Linked DNA regions of Mus musculus: regions 1, 2, 4, 5, 6 and 7 are each linked to region 3. Evidence: chromatin contacts called from public HiChIP or PLAC-seq and promoter capture Hi-C data. All regions are on one chromosome and are shown on one strand. Each heading gives the region's core, a stretch centred on a gene start, on an enhancer-like site or on the middle of the called end of the contact. The rest is flanking DNA. Distances are from core to core; before and after follow the strand shown.

What was found. Promoter capture Hi-C pulls out the DNA fragments that hold promoters and counts their contacts. HiChIP or PLAC-seq counts read pairs in DNA pulled down with a chosen protein or histone mark.
Region 1: a contact with region 3 is called in a CTCF HiChIP or PLAC-seq map of pro-B cells, with 22 times the contacts expected there. The contact joins the enhancer-like site here to the promoter of Bcl6 in region 3. A contact is called at or near these places in 6 of 39 promoter capture datasets (the 3T3-L1 cell line, the C10 cell line, embryonic stem cells and 2 more), 2 of 15 datasets of contacts at CTCF or cohesin (large pre-B cells and pro-B cells), 27 of 484 Hi-C or Micro-C datasets (the AtT-20 cell line, B cells, the Ba/F3 cell line and 19 more), 7 of 115 datasets of contacts at active chromatin or transcription factors (the NIH/3T3 cell line, astrocytes, cardiomyocytes and 4 more) and 1 of 9 other capture datasets (embryonic stem cells).
Region 2: a contact with region 3 is called in a promoter capture Hi-C map of 3T3-L1-derived adipocytes, with 5 times the contacts expected there. The contact joins the enhancer-like site here to the promoter of Bcl6 in region 3. A contact is called at or near these places in 4 of 39 promoter capture datasets (the 3T3-L1 cell line, 3T3-L1-derived adipocytes and hippocampal neurons), 1 of 15 datasets of contacts at CTCF or cohesin (pro-B cells) and 6 of 115 datasets of contacts at active chromatin or transcription factors (astrocytes, differentiating embryonic stem cells, embryonic forebrain and 3 more).
Region 4: a promoter capture Hi-C map of 3T3-L1-derived adipocytes shows a contact between it and region 3, with 6 times the contacts expected there. The contact joins the enhancer-like site here to the promoter of Bcl6 in region 3. A contact is called at or near these places in 6 of 39 promoter capture datasets (the 3T3-L1 cell line, 3T3-L1-derived adipocytes, embryonic stem cells and 3 more) and 2 of 115 datasets of contacts at active chromatin or transcription factors (the NIH/3T3 cell line and embryonic forebrain).
Region 5: a contact with region 3 is called in a promoter capture Hi-C map of 3T3-L1-derived adipocytes, with 11 times the contacts expected there. The contact joins the enhancer-like site here to the promoter of Bcl6 in region 3. A contact is called at or near these places in 7 of 39 promoter capture datasets (the 3T3-L1 cell line, 3T3-L1-derived adipocytes, embryonic stem cells and 3 more) and 4 of 115 datasets of contacts at active chromatin or transcription factors (embryonic forebrain, forebrain, large pre-B cells and 1 more).
Region 6: a contact with region 3 is called in a promoter capture Hi-C map of 3T3-L1-derived adipocytes, with 8 times the contacts expected there. The contact joins the enhancer-like site here to the promoter of Bcl6 in region 3. A contact is called at or near these places in 4 of 39 promoter capture datasets (the 3T3-L1 cell line, 3T3-L1-derived adipocytes, embryonic stem cells and 1 more), 1 of 15 datasets of contacts at CTCF or cohesin (pro-B cells) and 3 of 115 datasets of contacts at active chromatin or transcription factors (astrocytes, embryonic forebrain and pro-B cells).
Region 7: a promoter capture Hi-C map of liver shows a contact between it and region 3, with 2.6 times the contacts expected there. The contact joins the enhancer-like site here to the promoter of Bcl6 in region 3. A contact is called at or near these places in 8 of 39 promoter capture datasets (the 3T3-L1 cell line, embryonic stem cells, hippocampal neurons and 3 more), 1 of 15 datasets of contacts at CTCF or cohesin (pro-B cells) and 5 of 115 datasets of contacts at active chromatin or transcription factors (astrocytes, embryonic forebrain, forebrain and 2 more).

What each region holds. Positions count from the first base shown.
Region 1 is chr16:25,957,469-25,960,259 of GRCm38.p6, reverse strand. It overlaps P3h2 (prolyl 3-hydroxylase 2), which reads left to right. Exons shown (of 15, transcript NM_173379.3): 15 at 1-976. Among named protein-coding and RNA genes, the nearest start is that of P3h2, 150 kb to the left of the region's middle. Within about 2 kb of position 1,384, at least 67 of the 459 cell types and tissues checked have an H3K27ac peak or open chromatin away from gene starts, as enhancers often do. A contact at or near this core is called in B cells, pre-B cells and pro-B cells, where this site is marked.
Region 2 is chr16:25,745,715-25,748,429 of GRCm38.p6, reverse strand. All of the region lies in intron 1 of Trp63 (transformation related protein 63), which reads right to left. Among named protein-coding and RNA genes, the nearest start is that of Gm24928, 44 kb to the right of the region's middle. Within about 2 kb of position 1,404, at least 34 of the 459 cell types and tissues checked have an H3K27ac peak or open chromatin away from gene starts, as enhancers often do.
Region 3 is chr16:23,987,438-23,990,137 of GRCm38.p6, reverse strand. Bcl6 (B cell leukemia/lymphoma 6) reads left to right here and starts at 1,286. Exons shown (of 10, transcript NM_009744.4): 1 at 1,286-1,563. It overlaps Gm31527 (a long non-coding RNA gene), which reads right to left and starts at 1,871. Exons shown (of 2, transcript XR_384770.3): 1 at 910-1,871.
Region 4 is chr16:25,899,053-25,901,790 of GRCm38.p6, reverse strand. No RefSeq gene overlaps it. Among named protein-coding and RNA genes, the nearest start is that of Gm24928, 200 kb to the right of the region's middle. Within about 2 kb of position 1,325, at least 53 of the 459 cell types and tissues checked have an H3K27ac peak or open chromatin away from gene starts, as enhancers often do. A contact at or near this core is called in 3T3-L1-derived adipocytes, the NIH/3T3 cell line and liver, where this site is marked.
Region 5 is chr16:25,785,208-25,787,907 of GRCm38.p6, reverse strand. All of the region lies in intron 3 of Trp63 (transformation related protein 63), which reads right to left. Among named protein-coding and RNA genes, the nearest start is that of Gm24928, 84 kb to the right of the region's middle. Within about 2 kb of position 1,262, at least 15 of the 459 cell types and tissues checked have an H3K27ac peak or open chromatin away from gene starts, as enhancers often do. A contact at or near this core is called in 3T3-L1-derived adipocytes, where this site is marked.
Region 6 is chr16:25,848,454-25,851,172 of GRCm38.p6, reverse strand. The region is part of intron 4 of Trp63 (transformation related protein 63); the gene reads right to left. Among named protein-coding and RNA genes, the nearest start is that of Gm24928, 150 kb to the right of the region's middle. Within about 2 kb of position 1,447, at least 23 of the 459 cell types and tissues checked have an H3K27ac peak or open chromatin away from gene starts, as enhancers often do. A contact at or near this core is called in 3T3-L1-derived adipocytes, where this site is marked.
Region 7 is chr16:25,803,848-25,806,830 of GRCm38.p6, reverse strand. All of the region lies in intron 3 of Trp63 (transformation related protein 63), which reads right to left. Among named protein-coding and RNA genes, the nearest start is that of Gm24928, 100 kb to the right of the region's middle. Within about 2 kb of position 1,705, at least 24 of the 459 cell types and tissues checked have an H3K27ac peak or open chromatin away from gene starts, as enhancers often do. A contact at or near this core is called in liver, where this site is marked.

The DNA.
Region 1 (2,791 bases), core at 135-2,634, 2.0 Mb before region 3:
AGAGTCGTTAGATTTCTCCCCCTGTTCCCAACTTCGCTTCATTTGCTTTCTTCTGGTCTTCATTGTTTTGCTTCAGTTCATCATTCAGAGCCCATTCACACCCTCAAGCACACACCGCACTGAGTCACAACACCCACACTCTTCATGTCACACCAGTAAACATGCAACAGAATTTACACTACAGAAGTGCACACAGGCCATGTACACATGGCACAAACTCCCAAATACGCCACACATACATAAGACAAACATAAACATACAGAAACACATACCACCCAGATACACAAACACTACATGGCACACACACACACACACACACACACACACACACACACACACACACACACACAGTTACTTTGCAGCATATTCAGAATATCAACATGATCAGCCTGCACTCAGCACCCCACAGCTAGAGTGTGCCCCGAGGTCTAAAGATAGGATGTGAATTGGTCTCAGGCTTCTATGGTTTGCTGCCTTTCCCCCATCACCTTTCATGGTTCCATTGGCTGAGAGTTCAGACTCTTCACAGCAAGTTTGCCTTGTGTCTACAGGAGCTCCCAGGACACAGTCTGCCAAGTCCCAAGAATCACAGAGAACAGCATCTTTCAGGCTTGAGGAAGCCACCACTGGATTAAGGACTATGGCACGGGGTCCCCTTGGGTAGAATGTTAGGACTGGTGTTTTCAAATGAAGTTCTGATTCCCCTCCACAGTGCTCTGTAAGAGGGGACACCTAAACAGGGGTTCCAGCAGTGTAGGTTCACCCCCAGTGGTGATGGAAGAATGAATACCTTAAATTGCCCTGCCCTAGGCACTATTGCTGCTGGAGAGGGGCTCCTGCTGGTATAAATTCAGAGCTGTTTCTCACAGGCTGCACCTCAATGGCTTCTGTTGGGCAGCCTCCTCTTCCTGCTGCTGTCAGCTCACACAGGCATGCTGTGTCTGAAGTGTTTAATAAAGGGATCCTTGTTACAGAACTTGTCTTCCGATGCACACCTATTTTATCTTCCAATGATGTTTTTGTAACTATCTGGGACAACCCAGGAACACATGGACCATGACAACTCTGCCAGCAGACAGTGGTCTGCAAGAAAGTGGGTAACTTGCTTTGGAGGGAACAAGACTGGCTAGCGAGCTGGAGTGTTAATTCAGAGAACTCAAAGACTTCGGGGTTCACTGCAAAGGCTCTGCTCTCAGACCACACCCACTGTTGCAATGTGCTCCAGTAAAGGGGGAGGTTCACTTTCTGCCACTTGTGATCTGGTTAGGGCTAAGAAGACTTTGCTCGGTGGAACTGAGAAATTCAACTTCAGTGCTGTGTGCTGTTGGCCTACCACTGCCAAACCAGAATTCAGGATGTATCTCTGCCGTGGAAGACTGGGCAAAGCTCTCAATTCCCGGGTGACCTAAAGCAACTAACTCGCTTCCTCTTTCTGGACTCCAGTTCCTCTTCTGAAAATGGTGTCATTCATTATAATTGTTTCCAAAACCCTATGCCTTCCTCAAGATTCAAACTGAACATAAACCAATAGCAAGACTAATATTAGAAATATTAAAAAATACAAGCAAGTTTTTTTCTGCTAACATCTGAGAGTGGCAAGTGACGTCACCACAGGGCTACTACAGGGCTATGAAACTTTTACCCCGACTTTAGGGTTGACAGTTCGTGATATGTGAAGCAGTTAATTTGTTTGCTCTTCACTGCAAAGCACTTGCTGGCACAAAAACTCCATGATAGACAGATCTGGGCAAGGATCTAATTTCTGTTTTCTGGTTACAAGACATCAACAAAGAAATCAGACCTTGGCTCTGCACAGTTCTTGTTTCCTGGGTGCGCTCGTGCCCTGGGAGAGGCAGCAGCTTCAGCACAGAATGTGCCATCCAGCCCATAGAAAGTGGGTAAGCGCCTCAGTAGATGCCGCCACTGTTGTGTGCGATCCCATCGTGTGTCACGCTGACAGCAGGGAGTGGTTGTTCCCGTTCTGCTGGTTGGCCATGTTGCTTTACACCTGGAACATCGAAGATCTACTAAAGCATTCATTTTTTTAATCTGCTCCACATCAAACCATGCATAATTTCATTCAAATATTTAGGGAGTGCCATCGAATGACTTAGGAAAGCCAAACTCAGAAATTAGAGTCTATATGTTAAATAGTCCTGTTTGCAAATAAGTGGAAAATCCCATTCGAATATTTGTAGTTATAAGGGCTGAAGAAAGCCAAAGAGATTACAATCCAGTTGCCTCTTTCACTTTGGGCAAAAACTGAGGCTCCGACATGATGCTGTGATGACTGAGTTAGAGCAGACAGGAGTAGGACTGAAGCCACCGCTGTTGGAATAGGGGATGCAAGAATGCCTTGCCTGTGAGGCTGAAATCTAGATGCAGGGCTCCCTCTACCTAGAGAATTTGTACGTTTACCTCTTTGGCCAAAGATGGAACTTGCCTCTCTCATCCATGCCTCTGCAGGTCTAGATCCTTCCACCAGGGCCACCTTTTCCCTTGTTTACACACATGGACCCTAAGCTCACAGCAGAGTAAATAACAAAGTCTTACTTTTTTATCACTTAAGGACCATTTGTCCTTTCCTTTTTCAAAGTTCTATATTTCAAAGGCTGGTTTTCATCATCATAATACTGTATCGAACAGATATAACACTAAATATGGTCTTTCCTGGAGAATGCACATATGTTCTAAGCATGGGATACAATGCCCATTTAACAGTGGAAGACAAAGAGAGCCATGAACACTGTAATGACTGCCTGTAGACACTTCCTTGACTTAAGAGCATGGA
Region 2 (2,715 bases), core at 155-2,654, 1.8 Mb before region 3:
TATTTCTTGTTTCTTTCTAGTCAAAAATAGATCTGTCTTTCTCCACACTACTGTGGAGCTCTTACTGGATTTTATTGGTGTAGTACTTGTATATTTATATTCTGGCCTTCCTCATAGCTTGAAACAGAGGAAGCATGATGTGTGTCAATGACTGCTGTGGCCTATTATGGTGTTTGTGGAGGGTATGTACTGGAAACAAAATATGCCTGTTTGAACTATTCTGTTTTCCTTTTCCATACTGCTTACTAAAACTTCCCAGAGGAGGGCAGACCCTCTAGACTCCACTTCTTTGATTCTTCCATTACCTACAGACCCCCATGTCTATAGTTCTTCCAAAACCACTCTTCCCATGTCTGCCCACTAGCCCCAGCAGGGCAGCTTCCCATTATGGATGCCCTATCCAGCCAGCCGGACAGTTTCCTATTATGGATGTCCCACCCATTCACCTGGTTCTTCCTCTGTTATCCAACATCAGTGTAAGAATCTAAGCAGTGTCACTGAAGACATTATACCCATGGGAGGTAAGCAAGCTATTTCTTTTTTTTAATTTTTAGAAGTAAATGAATGGTGGCTTTCCAGTGATCACAGCCCGATTTCAACACAAGGAACACACATGTTCAATGTTCTGTACACCACCTTTATTCTTCGTACCTCTGTTTCATGTTTCCCTTCTCTTGCAGTACCTACATATGTTTGTTTTCAACTACCTGTTTTTCAAAGCCTGGAGCCATGGTTATTTCCTTCTTGGACCTTCTATCACTCCTGATGGACCCCATGGCTCTCTCTGTATTCCCACTGCATCCTTATGACAACCCGAGGATATTCTCTTCATAGCCAGCATCCCGTGCCTCTGCTCATGCCCGTGAGCTTTGTCTCACATCTTCTGTCACGATTAACACAGCCCTGGACCTTTCAAATACAAACTCTCCATATAATGAATACAATGCACATGCCTGTTGAGTTACCCTGCCCAAGCAGAGAAGAAACTAAATCATTAAGGCCTAAATTCCACAAGGTACTTCTTGAAAATCACATTGGGGTGAGAAAATAAAATCAAAAACAAAACTGTGCTTATAAGGTTAAGTGATGTTCTCACCCAAAGGAAAAATCATTAACTATATCAATTCTACTATTTGACAACCCATGTCCACACCATAGTGCTATAGACAGGGGCGCCATCATTGGTCCTCACACATATTCCAAACCCTCCGAGTGAATGGATAGACATTATGATTGAAGAAAATACTCTTAATATTGGACTTATTTATAGTTTCCAAGGAGAGGGAGGCAGTCTGATCAGAGTGTTGTTAAAACTCCAGGAACTTGGCAGCAGCCAGTGTTCAGGAATTCCCCCTGCTCTGCATTTTAACGCAGATGTGATTTGTAGACATCACAATTTAATGAAGCCCACAGCTGTGCACAAAGAGCAGGAGGTGGAGCTTGGCAATCCAGAGGCAGCAAGCAATCTGGCAACCCCCATCCTCTGGAATTTCCCTAACTTCATCAAGCCACTCATCTTCCTTCACCTTCCTGCAGCCCAAGGAGAAACAGGCACTCTCTGAGATGAACATTTCAATCACATAAAACAACGTAGAGACTGAAGTCCGTCTTGCCCTTTAACTTGTGTTTAGCAAGTATATTTTTGTAAGTCCGGGAACTGCAGTTGGATAGACCAGGAAGATAAAATAAGACATGATACAAACCAGCAGCTAAAAGTGAAATGGAAACATTGAGAGGAGCTAAAAAGAAAGCTCTTTGGTTAATGTTATAAATCATTTATTTTAATTAAATTAGCTCCACCCTTTCCTATTTTAGCCATAAACAGAAGTTTCCACAGCAGCAGATTGAAAGCTGAGAAACTTTTCTGGGGTCCTGAAGTTTGTAGCTTGACTCAGATCCTAAGTTGTTCATGAATTGATCTCAGAATTTAAACAAGTTACTTCATTCCTTTGACAACATAGAGATAGTAACCACCCCAAAGAATGGAGAATCCCCTCACAAACTCTACCTGCAAGGATGCTCTGGGTATATTTTCTCTTCTCAGCAGCCCTTTCCCTAACACGTGCACAGACCTCCATGACACAAGTGGATATTCTAAATCCATTTTTAAAAAAGAAAAGACAAAAAGAAAGGAAAAGAAAAAGAAAGGAAGAAAGAAAAGCATACCTTTGAAAAATAGGATAAATACTTGATAACTGGTTGCCATACAACACATCTTTTTTTTTTTTTTTTTTTGAGCTATTACTAAGTAACGATCTTATTTTGTCTTTGTTTCAAATGATCTAACATATTTATAGATACATATATTTCCTCATTGATATGCTATGGCCATGAAATATAAGTAGTAAACGCTTTCTGTCTTATGAACAAAGAAAGTGGAAACAAGGTTAAGTTGTAAGGCCTTGCATCTAAAGAGAGAACCACAGTCCTTGATGTGTCATTCCTTAAAAGTAGCTTTGCTCTGGTGAATAGCTCACACGTGCACCTCCTCTCTTAAGTGTGTCATCTTTAAAATTATAACTCAGAGGAGAGAGCAATGATCCATAGAAATATTCATTAGGGAAAACATGCTTTCAAAAGCATCTGTATTTCTCAAATAAAGCACACAAACATTTTCTTCACAATCTTTCCTAAGAACCAGGAGGGCTGGAGAGATTACTCAACGGCTTTAGAACACCTGCTGCTGAGATTCTAGAGGACCAGAGATTGTCCAGC
Region 3 (2,700 bases), core at 37-2,536:
CCTTTTAAAATAAAGGAAGAAAGAAGGGAAAGAAAGATTCCGCTCCTCTCCTCCCCTCAGCTCTGCTCCAAAGCCTAGAGGACCCGGCTGCGAGCAGTGCGCCTAGTGTAGCACAGCCTGTACTCAATACGCGCAGTATCTGTGATCCTGGCAGCCAGGCCTTTAGAATTCCCTCAGGCTGATCCCTTCAACACATACTGAAGAGATTTTTTTTCCTTTCTCCCGACGACCTTGAAACGAACCCAGTGGGGGTTTAAAAAAAAGGGTGGGGGGAATGTTCAAGACCTTAAGAAAATAGCAAAATACAAACATGTATTTGGCTTCACAGAATGTTGTAACAGGCAAACATTACACGTACCCACACACACATTTCTAGCATCAAGAAATTTCCTGAGAGTCAACAGTAACAGAGTAAACCCACCACTCGCTGTCCTGGAAAGAAACAAACCAAACCAATCCAAATCCTTTTACATCTCTTTCAAGTGCAGGAAAGCTTCAGCAAAAGTCCAAGAGGAAAAGGAAATTGTACCAAGGGCGGCTGGGGGGCGGGCGGGGGGGGCGGGCGGGGAGCGGTGGTGGTGTTGGAGGTTGGGGCTGTCATATGTGGCCAAAAATGTAAGCTTCTGTCAATGGTATTAGGTTGAAATATTGCACCTTTAGAGAGAGAGAGAGATAGAGAGAGAGAGAGAGAGAAAGCGAGAACGCAGGGAGACAATAAAACCAACGAATGACAGTCCCGACGATTTACATAACACCACAAACTTGCAAAAGGCAAAAATCAGAAGCGGAAAAAAAACCCCACCTAAATCATTAAAATACAACAGGAGCATCCCAAGCCACCATCCCCAAAGGACCCCCCCCCCGCCCCAACATAATTGTCCCAAATAAAAAGAAAACAAATGAACCCACCGAAAACTGCTTGGCAAATATTTTTCTCGTGGTGCCTAATACTCTAGCTGGAAGGAGCTGTGGTATTTATTGTTTTCTCCCTCCCTCGTCTCTCTAAACCTGCCTCTAACACACTTGTTCTAACGGCTCAACTCTCTCGCTCCCTTTTGTGTATTTAGCTCGAGGAGCCGAGTTTATGGGTAGGAGAGGAAGAATTAGCCCCAGACCCCGGGAAAGCAAAGCGCACTCTCCCTCTTATGTCACCGAATAGCAAATTAGTTCTCAGAATTCCAGAGGCCGAGCTTTGCTACAGCGAAGACGCCGACGTCACGGAGCCCACGTGACGGCGGCGGAGCGGGCGGTTCCATCGGTGGCCCGGGGCAGGGAGGGTCGCCTTGTAGCCGCGCGCGCCCGCCTCGGGACCCCCGGTGTTCCGGGCGGCGGTGCTGCGGGAACCACGATCCGCACTATAGGGCGGCGAGCGGCGCGGCCCCGAGGCATTCTGCCGGCCGGGAGGGCGCTGCGGAGCGCGCCGCTGCCACCGAGTCCTCCCCTGCTGCGGAGCAATGGTAAAGCCCGCAGCTCAAATTCCGAGAATTGAGCTCTGTTGATTCTTAGAACTGGGGTTCTTAGAAGTGGTGATGCAAGAAGTTTCTAGGAAAGGCCGGACACCAGGTGATTATTGCTGTTGCTGCCGCCGCCGCTGCCGCTGCCGCCGCCGCCGCTGTTGCCGCTGGTGCCGCTGCCGCCGCCGCTGCTCATGATCATTATTTTACCTTTTAATTCTTTTTTTTTCCGCTTTTGCCAAATGCTTTGGCTCCAAGTTTCCTATGTGTATCTATTGATATAAATGTATCTATTTATTGATTCTAGCTGTCAGGTGTTAAAATAAATGCCGAAGATCAGCCCCACGTCTCTCCCACTGTAGGATCTAGCTTTTCGCATACGTATTCTTCTTCTTCTTCTTCTTCTTCTTCTTCTTCTTCTTTTTTTTTTTTTTTTTTTTTTTTTTTTGCTGTCTTGGAGCGCCTCGGCCGCCTCGGGGAGGCTGTGCCGCCCTGCCCGGTGTTGTTTCGGTGTTTGGAGACGCAGGGGCGCGGGGCGGCGGGCGCTGGGTTGCGCGGCCTGGGAGGGCGGACCGCGGCGGCCCCGCCGGCTTCGCGCGGCTTGGCTTGCTTTCTCTGCTCGCTTGCAAACTGCCTTCCCCGCCGCTGCCTCCCTCCCCGCTCAGTTCTCCCGGTGCCCGCGTTGGCGGCCGTCCACCGGCCCCGGCCCCGGCCCCGGCCCCGCACAGTCCCTGCCTTGCACCCGAGCCGGGAGTCAGCGGGGGGAATGCAAGCCAACTCCTCGGCTGGTTGTTTTATTTTCCCTTTTCTTTTTGGTCATAAAGCCAGATGAAGTATCGTGTCTGCAGTTTCCTTTGAGAGCCGTGATCTTCCCAAGGAGAGACAGTGTTTTGGGAAGGCTTCGCTTGCACGGGGGGCGGGGACGTTGAATACTTTGAAAATTACTCTTTCTTGGTTGGAGTCGAGGCAGTCGGGAACCCGGGTGCGCTCGGTCTGCCCAGCCCGAGGAAGGAGGCTTGAAGGCGGGACAGGGATTTTGGGGGAGGGTGGGAGAGGGGTGCGCGGTTTTTTTGTTTTTTGTTTTTTGTTTTTTTTGCACCTGCGGCGCTTTCAGCGTGCGGGACCCGGGGGGGTCTTGGCCAGCCAGCCCGGAGCTCCGGAGAGGTGGCGGGATTTCTGGCGGCCGCGGTGTTTGTATTTTGGGTGCTGCGTGACTGCGTTGGCTCTCAGCGGTAGTTCCCTCCCT
Region 4 (2,738 bases), core at 76-2,575, 1.9 Mb before region 3:
CTGCAGCTATTAGCTCTTCCTCCATTTTCCATGTCCAATCACAGGCCTCCTGCTGCTCTAATGTAATTGTACAGGGAAAGTTCTGTGACAAGGCATGTACTCTCAGATGACATAAACCTAGCCAGCACAAGATCCACTTTTTGTTTTTATCTGTTTTTCCTAGTGATATGCATAGAGATTTCTGTTAAAATTGATACAGAGGCAACTTTTCATTTGTTTTTCACTTTGTTGATGTTGCCTCTTCTGATTCTTGACATACTAGTGTGAAGGGATGTTGCCAAAGGAATTCTTGACAGACAGGCAAAGGCACTCACTCACATATTCACTCACTCACTCACTCACTCACTCACTCACTCACTCAGGGATTTGTTTTCTACAGGTGCAGTCTAGAATGTTGCCCATCATTTATCCAGGTACTATGAACGAACATTCTGTTTTGCATTTAGAAACAGAAGGAAAAAATTGAACCAACTGGCAGAGTCATCAAGAGGTGATACAGATAAGTAAGACTATGAAATCCACAAGTACCTACATAATGTGGGTTCTAGAGTGCTTCCTGGACACAAGTGTCTACGGCTAAAACCAGCATGAAGGTGGAAATGAGCCACAGTAGGCAATCAATCACTTGTACTCCAAAGTCTTCTTTGACAAGTCCCATGGAGACAGAGTAACAAGGGAAGAGCTGTGGCCAAGAAGAGAGGCTTACAGTAAGGACAGGTCAGGAGAGGTTGCGCTAAAATGGAATTGAAGATACAAGTTAGCTGGTTCACCATGAACTGCTTTGCACAGTATCAGAAGAAGCTGAGTCATGTTTTTGACAGGAAATTCAAAGAGAACCAAGACCACATGACACCACGTATGCACAAATCTTTGGCTTAGATCAATGTATGCATCATTTTCTCACACTTACCAGTATGCATCATCCCTGATTTCCTCACCATGAAGACACCCATTCCACTCAACATAAGGAGAGAGATCGGTATTAGGCAAGCACACTGGAAATAATTGGAGGGCAGTCTGGAAGAAAATCATCTTTCAGCCAAGAGACAGAGGAGACCTTTTCCCCAGGGAGGGAAAGAATGCATTACAATCATGGGAGAGACTAGGCATTCACTCTCCTGCCACCCTCACCAAGGGAGGTCAAAGTGTTATAGAGGCTGTGATGATGAGCAAAGACTGTGGTATTGTACTGCAGGACAAGAAGTAATGAGGCGAAGGAGATGAAAGACAGAGAGAAAGGCAGCCAAGCTGCTCTCTGATGAATAGGATATTATCCAAGGGAAGAAGCTAGGCAGTCTTGGAGCAGACAGAGCTTCCACTGATTGCTCACTGCTGACCAAACACTAGACAGCTACTGAACAGTGTGGTACCGTTTGGTGAGCTTTGGTGAGGCCAGGCTTAGGGATAGCTTTTTGTGAGTATGTGACTCTTGAAGGTGTCATGGACCTGAGGGTGTGCATTTATAAGGAGCGGGTGGCATGCAGCTATCTCCAAGGTCAGGTTTGAGACATGGTGATATGCAAATAGTGTCTTTGCCCTGTCTATCAAATCCACCAAAGAGCACTACCAGCTAAGCTGGGAACTACAGGCTTGAGGGGAGAATGAAATATATCATGGGTGTCTTCTGCGGAATAAAAGAAGGGAATCAGGAAAAACTAATGAACTTGAACAGACTTTTACTCACTCTGTGCTGTTTAGAAGTGAGTAAATTGGGCTAACAACTCTTTAAGGGTCTGGAGAAAAATCTAAAAGCAAAAGTAAGGGACATAGGGTTGCCCTTCTCAAAGGTAGTTGAGAATAAATTGTACACAGGCAATCCTTTTTCTGATTTCTCTTATGGATATTTACAAAGTGTTAGCCTTTGTATTAATACACAAAGGGTGTTGGTGCTGGATGACACTGTAATTTCCACAATTCTGAGTTCAAAGTTCCTAAACATTTCCAAAGTGTCTTTGGCAGGAAGCCCCATGAAATGACACGACAGAATTCTCTACTCATTTCGCAGCTGAGGATCTGGCAATAGGTCTTCTGTGGGTTTTTTTTTTCTATTCTTTTAAAACATCTACATTCAGCATTCTAAGTATTAAAAGTGTTTTCACATGCTTTCTATGGGTTTTAATTATTCCTGAGATAGAGTAGTATTATGAAGGCAATAATAAGTTGGAAGGCTGTTAGATCAGCTCATAGGAACTTAGCTGAAACAAAAAAGAGCACAATGATTAACCAATACAACGTAGCACCCAGTGATTAGAAATCACCCCTTGCATTAAATCATCCCAGTTTATCCAAGAGATAAAGCGGTTGTGTTCTCATGTCATAGAGAAAATCTCAGGTGAGTCGTGTGCATATTGCATGCTTCATTTCCTGTTATTTCTGATCTCAGCTCTCTACTTGAAAGTACTTCCTGTTCCCTTTCTCTCTATATCTAACTTTTATTTGGATTACAAAATTCTGGTCTTCTGAGGTCGTAGGTCGAGAATTCTGATAAACCCCATGAAGGGGAAGTTCACCTGCCAGTACTTGCCACCCACTTGGCACAAACACAGACTTGGACTTAGTGTAGGGAGTTACAAATCTCATAAATTTCAAAGACACACCCAACATGACTTTTAAAACACTGCTCTACACTGATGAACTGCACACTTCTGAACTATACCCATGCGACACTCACTTTCTGTGGCAAGTTTCTCTTAAGAAGGAATGAGTTTCCAATGCTTAAAATACATACTGAGCACAGA
Region 5 (2,700 bases), core at 13-2,512, 1.8 Mb before region 3:
CCTGTGGCTCACCAGGCAGGCTACACTGGCTATCTGGTGAGGCCTGAAGGCTGTCCTGTCTTTAGGCTCCCAGCACAGATCTCTAGCACATGCTACCACCGCCAGTTTTGTAGGTGGGTACTGGGGATCAAGTTCAGATCTTCACACTTGTGGAACCAACAAACCTCTCCCCAGCTTGACATTTTTCCTGTGATCAGAGAATGAACCGGATGACATTTTTCCCCCCTTGCTTCCCTCTAAGAGAATTAGAAGGCAGAAGCTTCTATTTAGTAATTACAGAGTTAAAGGCCAGGATGCTGGGGAGGTTAAATCTGGTGACCTTTGAGATCGTCTCTAACCCAAAGAGTTCTATAATTACACAGATACAGACACACTCACACGGACACACTCACTCGCCAGAGCTAGCAAAACAAACAAACAAAATTCAATAAATGGACATGATAAGTAAGCAGTGTTTTTTAATTAGGTATTTTCCTCATTTACATTTCCAATGCTATCCCAAAAGTCCCCCCCACACTCCCCTACCCACCCACTCCCACTTTTTGGCCCTGGCATTCCCCTGTACTGGGGCATATAAAGTTGTAAGCAGTGTCTTTAATGTCAGTGTCACTTAGTGTTCAATGTCTTAGCCTCCAGAAAATCATTCTCCCTGTGAAATAAAGAGGAAACTTACCAAATGACCTAATAACATTTGGGTCTGGCTGGGTTCTCCAGTTCTCCTGGGAATTGACCTCTGATTTGTGAGTCCTAGTCTACCTATAAGGAAATAATTGTTGGTTTGGTGATGTATCAGATCGTCTGAATTTCCAAGATGTGTACAAAATTAAGATGCTCTGGCATCTCTAATGAGGTCCGTCAACCCTGCTAACACAGCTTCTCGTCATGACTTCTTGCAGCCACAGTAGCTTGAAGCTGTCTGACACATTTACTGTCTAAAGACTCACCTAAAATAAGATTCCCAAGGAAGAATTTGGAGGAGTGAAAAAATAAATCAATGCAAGAATGAGAATTGCTTAGAGAGAATGATTCTGACACAACAAGAGGGGATTAATTAACATACAGGAAGGATGCCTCACTTGCTAACACTGAGAGTTTTTGTTTGCTTGATTTTTTCCCCCGAGTTACACATTGTGGAGGAAAGTGCATATAGAAAAACATTACATCAAGATCAAGATAACTTTCAGAGGTATTGCTTCATCTTACTTTGACTCAGCTTCCCAGAAAAAGAAAAAAAAAAATATCACTGCTGGTAGTTTTTGGAACATCTTGTCCTCATTTAAAAAGCAGGAGAGCAGGAGTTGAGTATGAGCAGAGGTGAAGCTTTTCCGTGATGTGAGGGGCCTTGATGCTTTCAGATACAGCAAGCTTTAGCTGCTCAGCGAGACTGCAAGTGCACACCCAAACTACTATCTCCTCGTTACCCACGTCTCTGCTTATTCTTCCCTGGAAGCCCACTTCTGTCTGCAGTAACAGTCATGTCTCTGGCATCCTGTCTTACTACAAAGGGAGGATTGGATGTCCTGCTTAGCCTTCTTGAAAGGGCAGACTTGTAAAAAACTAGATCATTTTACCACCAAGGCTGGGGAAGGATGGATGGAGATATATATATATATATATATATATATATATATATATATCGGCTATAGACATATATATATGCTCGGCTATTTTATATATATATATATAATATATATATACTCGGCTATTACAGCCCAAGTCTTGGAAATGAAGCAGAGATTCATTGCACTTTGTCATGAAGCACGGCAGTCTAGGCATCAAATTTAGCATTGAATAAACACTAAATATCTGAGAGGGAAGGTCTTACAAAATGACTGGTAGTATGATATTCATATTATTGCTGAGGGAGGGTTAGCTTTAAGAAATAAAACACAGATGCATGGTTTTAAAGGACAGACCCTACATTCAGAGACCTGGTCATCTGGCTGGCTCATTCATCGGTTGGCTGTATACTCTTGGGCTGCACCCTTCCTTTACTGTGCATCTGTGTCTTTATTAGTAAAAAGTTCACATGCCAGCCCATCTTCCCCTTCCATCCTGGCCCTGTCATCCTGAGAGAGAGGGTGAGCTTATGTGACCTGGTTTTCCAGTAAATTCAAAATAGGTGCTCTGCTTGGAAGGCTAAAATTTGGGTCACAGACCAGAAGTAAATTAGCTGAATATCTCAATGAATTCCTAGACTTATTATTACATAGTTTGTTTACTTAACTGTCATCAAAGGAATGCTTCCAAACCCTTATGATTTGACATGCAAACATGAGCAACATCTGTCACTATCACACTCAAGCAAACTGGGTTTCTGATGTGCTCTCAGTCCTACTGAGGATGATCATCCCACTAAAACAACAGGCAGGCAGACAAACGTTAAATGGGGAATTATCCATCAAAGAAGTTAAGCAGTTCACCAACTTCCCGGATGTTGTTGGGAGCTGACCTGATTCACAGCACAGACAATGTCTAGACCTTTCGCCCATGGGCAAGGATTTTGCAGATAAGTGAGAGATCAGCCAAAGAAACCTTTAGCAGTTCTTGGTCATACTGGTCTTCTACCAAGGAGTTTTATATAAATATGTACTGTTATAAAAGAAAAAGCAGTCAGATCAGTAATTACAATGGTGAAAGTTTTAAGACCAACCCAGTGATCTCAAAAGACTTCTGCCCTGCTTTCTTTCTCTGTTTGAT
Region 6 (2,719 bases), core at 198-2,697, 1.9 Mb before region 3:
TTGGGAAATTAATCCTTACATCTGGTTTACTAACATGCAAAGGCACTGTGCTCAGCCACACAGGCTCGATCTGAGAAAAGCACATTGAGTGACAAGAGTGTATGAGTACATTAAACTAGGGACTGTATTCCCTAAAAACTCATTGGAGAAACAGTACGACAGCATACACATCCAGGAATAGATTTTGTTTTTAAGAGTTTAAACAAGATTCAAGATGGTGAGTGTTTTATGCTGCACTGTTTACCAAAACACCAGAAAGGAAAAGGGGACAGAGAGGGAGTGAGTATCAGAAGTGTTGTTAAAACCCAAAATATCTATGTAGCCCTGGATGGTCTGGGAACCACTCTGTAGACCAGGCTAGCCTTAAACTCACAGAGATCGGTCTATCTCTGCTGGAGTACTGGGATTGGGCAGTGGTGGCACACACCAGAAGTGGAGGCGGAGACAGGTGAATCTCTGTAAATTCGGCATCGGCCTGGTCTACAGAGTGAGTTCCAGGACTGTCAAGGCTACACAGAGAAACCTGTCTTAAACTCCCTCTCCCTCTGCAAAGAAAACAAAAACAAAACAAACAAACAAATCCATCATGAAGCAGCTACTTATGCTCCTGGGAGGATCAGGCAATACTTTATTTTTTTCCTTCCTGGAATTAGGAACAGGAAGCCAAGGGCACAAAGTCTCTACCTTCCTACTGACTTTCTGAATCGTATGGACAAGATCATTTCGGACCCCAACTTCTTGAGTAATATGAGTTGTTCCACCTTCAAGCTCTATCTGCAGCAGAGAAGAAAGGCTTTGGAAATGAGCTCACACAGGCAGATCGCTGGCTACCATAATCTACTGGCTCTGTAGGAAGGGTCAGGCTGGAACAAATCCCTACACTGGCCCCACAGCCACCTGGCAGGGACTCCTTCTCCCCACCTCTCTTCCTGCCACAGTAGTCTAGCTGCCAGACATGTACGAATTGTGCTCTTGATAGTTTGGGGGGGAAAAAAAATCTTTCCTTCCAGCACTTTTCCTGACAGCCCCAGCCAAAGGGCAGCCTGTTGCCACCTGTCAGTTGTGGGGATTAATTACCTGAGCTGAGGCTGGGAGCGGCACATTCCTCCTGGGGCCTCACCCGCAGATGCAGATATTAAGCAGGTGGGCTGTCTGCTTTCTCCCTACTCTGAAGACCAACCAGTGGGTCCACTGCCCGGCAGGTGGGGATCAGGGGATACTGGTTATGTATTCCGTAGAAGCATTTCCAGGGAGAGGAACGTGCCCTGGGACTTGACTGGAGGTCATAGCCAACTCTGTGGCTGTGTGAGGGCACCCACCAATGGGGAGACAGCTTTGCCTTCGCAGCTGGAGGGAAGCATATTGGCACCAGCCTTGGGCAGGGGCAGTGGCTGGGGTGGCGCCTGCCAGCCTCCTACTTGCCGAAGGATATGAGTTTGGAAAGCCAGTTAAGAAAGATTTGACATACTTGCTTGGTGATTTTGCAACCTTCTCTTCAGCAGAGTGAAATGGCCTCCTCTGTCTAGTCTCGATGGCCAGTGTGTTCCCATGTTAGCCAGACCTGGCCAGGCACACGGTCACAGTCACCTTCTCAAAGCTGACTGTGGCAGGCACTTGTCTTCGGGTGCTCAATACATAGTTAGCTAGTTTTCACGTATTACCACAAATCATATTCACCAGGGCCAGAAAGCTAAAGAGAGGTGAATTGCCTGCCGTGTGAGCAGTTAAATGTTCATACACTTTAATAACTCAGAGGGCTGAGAGGAAAGTTTGAAAAGATTCTCTTCTCAGTGCTGACCAAACATTTGCAACTAGTTTTCCTCTTTAACAATCCCAGGTATTTACCACAGTGAGGATGAGAAGAGCAGGTTTCAACAGTGAAATTCTTCCACTCTGGAGTGTTAAGGGGAAGAAAAACTTTACTTCTCACTCCCTCCCCCGCCCCCCACCGGACCTATTCTGTTTAATTCCCTAAAGAGTGAGAGGCTCGGAGAAACCATCACACAAGGAGTAAGTGAGAATTTAAAACCCACAACTTCTCATTTGCAACCTTATAATTGTCTCCTGTGAAACACCTGTAAGTCCTCAGGATGACAGGGGAGGGGGGCAGATAAGGAAGCTCCATGGAACGAGAGACACACAAGTCTTGCCTTGCTCCCCTCTCTGCCCTTCCCTCCCTCCTTGTGTCCCTCCATCTCCCAACCTCCCCCTCTATCCCACCACCTCTGTCAGTCACACTGTTTCTCTTCCATACACAAGCTGCACAGCCATCTAGGACAATGGGTCTCAACCTTCAGCCACTTTCTTGATAAACTAAGATCAGGCTGAGGAAAGAGAAGGGGCAAAAGGTTTGGGGGTTATTTGAGGTCACTTGGGAATCTCAGAGTCAGCCTGAGGGAAAGGAAGGACATTTTCCCAGCCTAAGGGCAAGTGATAGCTAAGTGGTTTCCAACTGCCATGACCCTTTAATGCAGTTTCTCCTAACCCCCCAGCCACAATCTTATTTCACTGCTATTTCACAACTGTACTTTTGCTACTGTCGGGTCATACACTGCCACAGGGCTGTGTCTTTTGCCTAGTCCAAGACAAAGCCTCACATCTGAAGGGGGAGGCTTCCCTCCCTCTCCTTCCATGCTGCTATAATAGAACTCGCTGCTTACACAGGCATACACTCTCTCTTTTCTAAAATGCCTCCTGGTAAACTAATTCCTCAATCTCT
Region 7 (2,983 bases), core at 456-2,955, 1.8 Mb before region 3:
ATATACAGAACTGGAAGCCCAATGTGTAGCAAGTTTGAGAAATGCATTTTTCTACTTCCATGCAGTTCACGGCTAAGCCATTTCATCTTTCCTCCCTAGGAGCTCTCACACAGAGTTCCGACTGCACAGTTCTCTGCTCAGAGCTTATCCTTGATTTGCCACACCACTGTCAACACACTCCCCTCTCAGTAGCATGGACCTTGCTTAGCCACTCTAATATTTTTAACCTTATGTCCTAATGACTCCATACTTTCTATTCCATTGAACTACATGACGTTTCTGAGCATGCCAGTCAGCACCCAACCCGTGTGCCTTCTGTGTTTTATCATTTCCCTTAAAAAAATCTTCCTTCCTTCTTCCAAGTCTAGACTTAAGAGAGCTCTGTCTGTCCCTTCAAGTTCAGCTGCATCCAGCATATACATATGGGATTTCCTGATTGTCCTAGGAGGGGTTTTTATTCTGCTCTGACACTTTGCATTTTGCTTACACTTCCCTACCGCACTGAAGTCTTCCACTGTGAATCAGATGAACTTCTGGAGTAGCTACCTTTCCTTTTGACATTTCAAGTCATTGTGTTCTAAATCCCAAATCCCCTGTTCTGCTGGATACTCTCTATAAGCACCGTTAAAATTAGCAATGGATGATAGAGAACACCTTTGCCCACCACCCAACCTTCTTGTCGTCAGGTATCAAAGGAGAGGGGTTAGTCCACTAGGTTTAGAAAACACTGCCATCTTCAAAACAAGTACAACTATAAATAAACCTTATGGCAATTCCGAAAAGACTTTCTTTTTTAACTGAGTTCTCTTTTGATCATTAGTGCTGTCTCTATCCCTTTTTTATTATCAATATAAAATCAAAGGTGAAAAACATTCAACAACAAAGCAAACAGTTTGACTTGATAGCTGCAAGAGAAGATATTTTTACCCTACGTTCCTTTCTCCTAAGCACACACCAAAGAAAGCTAGTGGTAACATATTTCTTAGCCTTTTCACTCAAATCCTCCTTGATGAACCACATCTCATGGCCACAGACACATCCTTCATTAACAGGGCAGAGTACGGAATTCATTCTAAATCCTGTGTTCAAACCTAGGAAAGTTTGTGGCCGATTTGTGTTTAAGAAATGAATGTAGTTTGCGGAAAGAACAGCCAGTCCTGTCGGGCTGCTGTGGGTAACATTCATTCATTCTTTTGCCCCCCCCCCCCCCACACACACCCCTGTTGAGGATCACTGCTCTCCTAAAAAACAACCAGAACAAACAAGCTTCCCCTTATCTAGATAAAGGATAAGTGTTTCTTTATTAGACCATCTCTTTTCCAATAGTAGCGAGGAAGGTATGATCTATGATCTGCCATCTAAGATCTCTTTCTCCCAGTCCCTTCTGGGCTTGAGGGCACTCAATTGGAAAACAGGTAGGGCAAGGCAGCCTCGTGAGTGACTATGTGGCTGACACCCGTAGTCAATCTACAGCTGATGCCTGCCACTGTTCTTGGTCTGAGAAGGTTCCTTATCTCAAGCCCTGCATGGGAACCCTTAGGACTGGCATTTACTAACAAAGAAGTAGAACACTGCCCCCCATTTAAAATACAGCCACTAGAAAAGGCCAGAGATAGGGAAAGCTTGCCTGCCTGGACCATGCAGGCCCCGAGGTCAGTGACCTGGCCTGCCCAGGGCTCTAGCTGCTGCCACAGCACTTTCCCCGAAGCATTGCATAAGTACTTCATGGAAATCTCTCTGGGCAGCTCCCTGAGTTACAACAGTCCTCTTCAGAGTGTATAGAGCTGCTCCACACAGTGCCAGATACAAAGTAGTAAATAGTACATAGTGGCATACATAGAGCACTCTCAAATACAAAATGAGAAACAATCGACTCCAAGTAGTAAAATGGAGAGGTTTGAGTCTTGGTCTCTATTTAGTATCATTTCACAAAAAGGTCCTTTTCCCTCTCCAAACTAGGGTTGGTTCAGCAAAGATCTTCCTGAAACAAAGTTGTCCTCTTGTCTTCTCATATCTTCTCTCTTCCCTACCCTATCACCAGCCTTCCCCCCCACCCCCACCCACACATAGGAGCCCCCACACAGACACACACATACACATGTACACACATGAGCCTGCACATAGACAAAGACACACACACACACACACACACAGAGATACCGATGTATTATTATAGCAGGGGTGGGGGCACCAGTCTAGGGCTTTTGTTTGTTCGTTCCTTTTTGTTGTGTTGTTGTTTTAGAAAGTAGAGTTTGATCTGGGAAGAAATTCCTTCCTTGTGACACTCTATCTGAATCTGGGATGGTTTCAAGCTTGGCACTAGGTCCCAGTGCAGGCTTGTTACTTCCCCATTGTCACACAAGGCCACAACTTTAAGCCCTGCCTGTCACTTCTTGCCATAGCCGTCTTCCCTCTGGACCCTTTCCTGCTCATTAGCAGCTTTCCTAAGTCCAGCTCTGCTGCAGGGGAATAACTGGAAAGTTGAAGAGAGTACAGGGAGGGAACATGCTGCGCCTTTACTAATCTTTGAATTATCAACTCAAATTCCCAGTAAGTTTAAAAAATTATTTTAAGTCAGAGTACATTATAGTTATTAAACAATCTTTGTTAGATATTACATTCCTTTTATATCCTCAATCTATCCAGGTTTAACAATTCTTGCTATTTCTATGTTGATGGGTACAGATGAACATGAATATCAAAGTGCCATTTGTTCTTTATTAAAACTCCATAGTCACAGAAGCAAGTGGACCCAAATATTTAGAGGCAGCACTAGATATTAATGAGAAGCCCGCACAGACAGGGAAGCCAGTCGTAACAGGACCTGGCCATGAAGTTACCACATAATGCATACACTGATGGAAGAGAAGAAGGCCCCATGAAGCAAGTGAGGAAAATGATTTAGACAACAGGAAGTTCAGCCATGTTCTTTTGTAGCTGTCTTCTAGGACAGTACATTCCAGCAGCTGGCCCATCAGCCTCC